Regions from separate parts of the Anser cygnoides genome. Here region 2 is linked to region 1. A link is a contact called in public Hi-C data. All regions are on one chromosome and are shown on one strand. The core of a region is the stretch at or near the end of the contact, and the rest is flanking DNA. Distances in the headings are between cores, read along the strand shown. Region 1 holds the start of SEMA3D (semaphorin 3D). Region 2 overlaps SEMA3D (semaphorin 3D).

Region 1 (3,625 bases), core at 584-3,083:
GACTTGAGCTCCAAGCCCTCTGCCTGGTTTGGAGGCACATCTCTGTATTCAGCAGTGCACCTACCACTCTGTTCACCCAGCCCTGAGAACCCCTGTTGGACTGATCCAGTGGCAAGAAGAAGGAAAGTAAATTTAGTTCCTGGATCTCAGACTAGTCTGGATGTCCAAGCCAAAATAAAGTTCAAATAAAAGTGAAGCCAAGCTGCTCTGCCTGATCAAGGCTGAGCAGGACTTGTTTTGGAAACTTTAAGAAAGAAGAGGTATGACATCTGCAGAATTTGGGTACCTCTGTCTGGCAGTAAGACTATAATTATGGTTTAAAATACCCAAATTCCTCTTCAGAAAGATTGTTCAGAAAGATAGCTGGGAATGACCTTGGTCCCTATACACCTTGCAGGAAACGATGACCAGTACTTTTCTGGATCAGGCCTGTAGTAAGCTAAATGAGCTAACTAAAAGGCAGATGAAAGTCACATCAACTATACTAATGAGAGTTTGAAAAACGCTATTAAAATATTGCACATTATAGTAAATCACATACTAATGGTTAACAGCAAAATCAAATCACTTTAGCTATTGCATAGATCAGCAAGTTAAGTAGTAAAAAAGAGAAAGTGGCATGATAAAATCCTTGCAAAAGTTGTACTCTGCATCTTCATGACCTCTGTAAGAGCCACAGATGCAGGGCTGAGCTGCTGCTTTCTCAGCAAAGTGCTCTCTGCTGATGGTCACATTGCCCCATTGATCTCTATTGTTCTTGGACAAGTATTGCCATTTCAAACCAAAAGGATTTTTATTTTATTTTATTTTTAAGGAAACGTAGGTGTCTGCTTTATGATTCTTCAGTACAGTCACCAATTACCTAAAGCTCTCGGAAATGTTTCCTTTCTAGTAGTGACAACTTTCGTTTTGTAATATTCGCTGCAAAACAAGGAGCTTTACCCCCCTTTGTGTTATTGCACAAAGCGAAAGAGGAGTTGTCAGTGCCAAAGAAGAATAACCTCATTCCACCGAGCACCCCAGGCCAACCAGGTGCTCTGCTGCTCCAAGTGATGGACACATCCAGCAGAGTCGCGCTCATGGCAGCGCTGGAGGACTCTGCAGGACTCTGCGGGAAAGAAGGGATTTTGCCACCCCTCCAGCAAGCAACAGTTTGGCTGATGCACTTGAGCCACCTATCCCCACCCTGCCCTTTGCAATACCCCCAGAAACCTACACGAAGCAGAAGGGTGCCGGTGCTGCACGACCCAACCCTCTCCCTCCCTCCGCACCGCACCCAGCCCCGCAGCCTTCAACCCCCGCTCCCCAAAACTGCAACCTCCTCGCCCCGACCCCAAAACCCCATTTCTGCTTGCTCTTCCGGGGCAGAGCCGAGGGATGCCCCGCATCCCAGCTGCGCCTCCCAGCTGCTGGATGACAGCCGGGCAGGTGGCCCCCGGGGGGGGGACAAGCACGGGTACGTGTGTGTGTGGGGAGAGGGACCCCAGGCACTTTTCCCCACCACCACCACCCCTTTCCTCGGAGGCGAAGCGCGGCGCAAAGTGGCGGGGGTCCCGCGGGGGCCGCCTGGTACCTGCCGGGGAGCCGGAGCGGCGGCGAGGTGCAGGGTGAGCCCGGTGCGGGGCCGGGGCCGGTGGCTGGGTTTTGGTAGGCGTTGCGAGAGAGTCGAGCTCCTCCCCGACGGCGCCGGCGGCGACGGAGGGTCTCGCTCCTTCTGCGCCGAGTGTCAGACTTTCCCCTGGCTTCCCTTCCTCCATCCCCGCCACCCCTTTCCACTCCCTCGCACGCACATGCACACCCCTCCAGCAAATGGGCTGCTTGGCGTGTGTGTGTGTGTGTGTGTGGCTGTGTGTGCGTGTGGGTGTATGTCAGCCAGCCCAGCCTCACACCCACTGCTGCTGCTCCCGGAGCCGGGCATAGCCCCGGCCACCGGGCAGTATTCGGGGTGGCATTTTGCTCCGTGAAAAGCAGCTCAGCGCACCCACGGACACGGCAGCAGCATGCCCACCGCGCTGAGATCGGGCACAAGGGGACTCGCGCACTCATGGCACTTTCCCCTGGACCACAGACCTTGCCTGCTCTTGCAGGATCCCCTGTGCGTTTGCAACAGGAGCATCTCACCCTAATACTGCACTCGCCCTGCACAGGTGCTGGTCCAGATCATAAAGTCTAAAGCAGCCTCAGGTCCTCTCACCTTATTCCCATGGCACGTTGCTGCCAGGGAAGGTCACTAGGTGGTAGACTGGGAGTTAAAAAAAAAAAAAAAAAAAAAAAAAAAAAAAAAAGGGCAAGCTTGCCACACTCTCTGATAAGGAGAAAAGAGCTGGGCAGTGGCCCAGTGCTGGGGGTTGGTGCACGTTTATGGGAAGCCCTTGTGCAAAGCTGCCAGGGATACATTTGCTTTTGCATTTATTTTTGTTTGCCCATGGAATATGCTACATCAGTGGTTCTCCAGCTTTCGCATGTTGCACACCACTTCCTAAGAGAGAAATTCTCTCCTGGACTAACCCACTCCCACACCAAACCCTTCTCCCCAACACATTTCCTTCTGTGGCTGCCCAAGGAAGAGCCTTTCTGCCCACAGGCTGAGAGCCATTCAACACATGGCACAGATAGTATCAGACCCTTCCAGACAAGACACACTGGGGCTCTTTCAAAAACTGCGTTTCCGTTAGTGAAGAGCTCAGATTGAAAGTCTTCAGCTGGTGACTCAGTTGCAGAACAGACCCCAACTGTTGCTCCCTTGAAATAACAGCAGAATCAAAGAAGTCCAGAGGCATATATTGGAGTTTCCACTGCATTACCCATGGCATCAGAACTTCATCCTCACCTACCATTCAAGTCAGATGGGTGGTCTCGGTGTACAGTGTAGAATCTAAATGCCTTTTTTTTTTTTTTTTTTTAATTCATCAAAAGCTGGCTTGACACGTTTTTATCTAGTTTTTTAAACAGTTTGTTACTACAGTACTAAACTGTTGTTTTTGTAAGTTCTGTACACGGAGATACACAGACTCTGCTTGTCTACATGTGTCTCATATGCCCACAAAATAAATGGAGCAATTCAAAGACAGGTTGTTCCATAGCTGCCTTTGATTTCTTCTGTTTTAAGGCCTCCAAAAGGGAGGCCTGATTCTATTCCTGATTTTCCATATTCATTTCATTATCATCAACAAAACTTTCCACTGGTTTAATCCCTAGATTTGATAAAATTATCATTGTGATAGGTAGGATGCAGTTCAGAGCAGAGTTTATGTTTTAAATTCCTATTGAATAATTACTGCATTTCACCTTGTTTCCGGATCCTGACTGACCATCACAGACACTTTTTTAGTAACTGCTTTTTGCAGCAAAGGAGATCAGCAAAGAGAAAATGAGGAGCAGGTTGACGGAAAGAAAATCCCTGTTGATTTTTGTAGCATTCAATAAAACTACATAATTGAACTTTGATGTATTCTGAAAGCATAAGTCCTGGTAAAAAGAAGAAATTCTGAAATGTACTGCTTGCTTCATGTACTGAAGATATTTCAGACTCAAGTGAAAAACAAATCAGCGTGAATGTCCCCTTCAGTCATTTGTTGAAGCTGTTTGCAGTTTCTCTGAAGTGTAAAAGAAAACCTTTTTGGAA
Region 2 (3,625 bases), core at 706-3,205, 110 kb before region 1:
AAAAAAAAAAAATCCTTTTAATTATGTATCTTTAATTCAGCAGTGCTGTTGTCTGCTGACAATTTTTAAACAGAATGATGCTCCCTGTGAACTACAAGAGTTTCGATTTCAAGCATGTCAAAAACCCCATTTTAAATGAGACTTGTCACATTTACCCTTAGACCCACTTAACAATGGGATTCAAACACACATAGGTTAGGTGCACAACAGGGACTTCATAACACTGACTGAAGTAGGCATCTGCTGGGGAGATTTTTCAGTTCCAGGCTGAAAACTTTCATGCTTTTCACAAGCAGAACTAAGCACCATACCAGTAAGGCACTCTCTTGGGATCATCTCAAGTAGCCAGTGTGAAACATAAAGGAATGGAATACTTCTTAAATCTCTCTCATTTTGGGGAATTAGATGCCTTAGCCTGGGCTTTCCTTCTGGTGGAGGTGTCCATTTGTTCTAGACACATGGACCAGAGCCATTCTGGGAGCTCCCCCCTCCTTCCTGTTTGAAAGTGTTTTCACTTTTCATGGGATAATTAGGTCTCAGCTTAGCCAAGAGTAGAAAGAATATTGCTCGGATGTTAACCAGGAATGGAGAAGATCTGTTTTCCACTGAAAAGCTCTCTATTTTATATTATATGCAGCAGGAAGTAGAGAACCAGACCCTCCCTCAGAGGGAATGTACTAACTGCAGCCAGGCGCTAATACTGACACTGTCCTTTTTGCTTATGATCTCAGCTAATTAATGTTTAACTACAAAGGAGTTAATATGGCCATATAAGCAGCATTCTCCTGCAGTGCAACGTAGAGCCTTCCAGACTCCAAATGAGCTTTGTTATCAGTGAACCATCAAGCAAAAAGCAGAGAAACAGAAGAAATACCTTCAGCTAGTCACTTCTGTGTTAAAAGAGGATCCTCCACCCAACCAACAAATTGAATTTTATGTGCATATAAGTTTAATGAGAAATGCAGAGTCTGAGGAATGAGCCACTGAGATGTAGCACTGAGGAACTGGTATGATGCCCAGAAGAACCTTAGAATATTGGGTACTTATAGTTTAGGATATTCTGTGATTTAGATGGCAGCCAAGAGATGACTCCTGGGGCTTAAGCATTTATGTGCTGCTGGAGACTCAGCACTAATCCATTCTGGAGAAGGCACTTGAGCTCCTGAGTGTCATAAAGACTGTGTGGCTTTTTCTCTGTAGTCTGATCAGAGCTTCACAAAACATTTTGCATTTGGACATGCCCCTCTAAAACTTTAGTGTTTCTCTAGAGGATGGACATAATGTGCCTGTCCATCCTGTAAAGATGTTCACAACAGCCTTGCAGCTTAAGCCTGAAAGAAGACAGGGGAGAGGAGATTGAGTCAGGTTCTGCTGGACACAGAAACAGCCAAAATTTTAAATGAAATCAACATCTAATCTCACTCTATCCCCCTAAATATGCACAAAATAAATAAATAAATAATAATCCCTAACATGATTTTTTTTTATTTTTTTATTTTTTATTTTTAGCTAGAGACTGTATTCCACTCGATGTATGGGGTTTGTTCTAATGTTTGTCTTGAACTCCTTGTATTGCTTTTCCATTTAACACACCTGTGTTGCTGATAGCAAAGGCTGACATAAGAGAACATTAATGTGAGGTTAACCATCTGAGACCAGCTAGGTGACTGAACTTGACTTTGTAGGTGGCACTTTGCAATTTTCTGCCGACCTCAGCACACTGGAAAGGTGACTGGGTTCACAGCCTTTTGAAAGGCTGCTATGAATTGAGAAGTGATTCATGTTGGGGAGAACATGTTGGTACGGAGGAGGAGGTGGAGGAGGCTTTCTCAGGAAAATAAACCTATAAAGTGAAACATTTCACTTAATTAAGCAGCCCCATTTACAGTGCTGAGATCAAAGGAGAGGGGAATTGGAGAAGCAAAGAATGCAGTCTATCCCATAAAAGATCAGGTGAAGGAGAAAGATAAGTCTAAAAATAACAAAGGAAACCTGTGCAACCCTCAGTGTTTTATGAACACACTTATTAAAGCAGGAAAATTAACCAGACGTGAGGACAGGGGGAGGCTTTTGGCAGACAGTATTTCTCTGTGGCTCAGCCAAGTCCCAATGGGATGGACACCACATCTTGATGAGCCTTTGCACTGGATTAGCAGAAGAAATAAAGGGATTTCACTAAAGAAAGGAAGAAAAAGCAACTGAGAAAGACAAGAAAAATTGAGGAAGATCACAGAAAGATCTGAGGGTAAAGGAACTTACTTTTTAAAAAAGAGAGAGAGAACAACAAAGAATATAGAAGCTCAGAAGCATATATTGGTATTCAGATCTGGAGTGGAAAGAGGTGAGATATAACACCACAAATGGAGAAAAGCAATAGCTTCTGTACTGGGCTGCTTCTTGTAGCTAAGAAGTCAATTAAACTGCAAGATTCTTACTTTGCTGATCCAGAAATCTAGATCCATTGTACTCAGTCTTGCCTTGAATAGCAATTAAATACCTAGGCACTATGACATACCAGACTGTGTGTTAATCTGCATCTTTAAACATTGATGTTCCTCTCAAAATCTGGTCTTGGTACAGTAGTTACAGTTATATAAATAGGCTAGAACTGCTGCTTTCTTCTAATTCACTGAAAATCTTATTTAAAAGATTGAACATCTTCTGTGATTACTAGGAGGGTGTTATGAAAACTCCGGTTCAGAACACAGAACACATTTTAAAGAAAGTCCTTGATGATTTCTTTATCAAAGGATAATTTCCTGGGTGAAACCCTAAAAGACTGCAAGAAAACTGGACTTGTTATTTGGGGACAGCTGCAGATATGCAAGTCCAATTTTGAGGCATCTAAAGAAGAAAAAGCAAAAGCTTTCTTGGTGTTCAAATAGCCCTTTGTACCAGGCTGCCAGCTGCTTGATTCTTTTGTCTCTCTCTCTCTGTCTCCCCCTTTTTTTTTTTTTTCATCTTCCAAACTGAAATAGATTTCAAGCCTTGCTTCCATTTAATTTTCACCATTTCCACTTGCTCTTTAACACTGCTGGGAGAAATTGGAGTAGAATTGCTGCATGCTTTGCAGCATCTGATCACGAGTCAGCCTGGCCAGGGTCTCGCAGGACGCCAGAGGGCAGGCAGACCCCACTGCATCGCCCTCATGATGCTCAGCATTGCCAAGGCATGATGTCATGGTCATGCTGGGAGTTTATCTCCAACACAAATTGCCACAGGAAGCATTTTGTCAAAATTTCAATATCAAAGTGGTCACAGCCCCTATAGTGAACAGCTTTATTTACTTAGGAGATAAAGGCAGCTGAGCAAAAAGTTAAGTTAGGGTAAGCAGTCCCTAGCTTCTGTGTAAATGCTGAAAAGGAAGTCAATGCCTCTTGCAAAGCTAAACATCAAAGGAAATGCATTTCCTAGTACTGCCATTTTTAGACTTTGCCAATAACTTAAAATATTAGAAATATAAAATAGGGCAGTTTTGGCTATGCTAAGCTTTATGCAAGACTTAAGTAGAGCTAAAATTTCAAAAATGCTCTAGTAACTCTAAAAACTGGACAGATTATCCCTCTTTGGCTTTGTTCTGCTCATTCCTGAATCACCCCATAGTTGGCAAGAAATGGTGAAATTA

What was found. Hi-C and Micro-C count contacts between places; a contact is called where the count stands out from the background.
Region 2: a contact with region 1 is called in a Hi-C map of liver, with 2.4 times the contacts expected there. The contact joins the enhancer-like site here to the promoter of SEMA3D in region 1. A contact is called at or near these places in 3 of 7 Hi-C or Micro-C datasets (blood, granulosa cells and liver).

Annotation. Positions count from the first base shown.
Region 1 is chr1:8,866,192-8,869,816 of Taihu_goose_T2T_genome, reverse strand. It overlaps SEMA3D (semaphorin 3D), which reads right to left and starts at 1,833. Exons shown (of 18, transcript XM_013180442.3): 1 at 1,574-1,833.
Region 2 is chr1:8,977,846-8,981,470 of Taihu_goose_T2T_genome, reverse strand. The region is part of intron 11 of SEMA3D (semaphorin 3D); the gene reads right to left. Among named protein-coding and RNA genes, the nearest start is that of SEMA3D, 110 kb to the right of the region's middle. Within about 2 kb of position 1,955, at least 1 of the 3 cell types and tissues checked has open chromatin away from gene starts, as enhancers often do.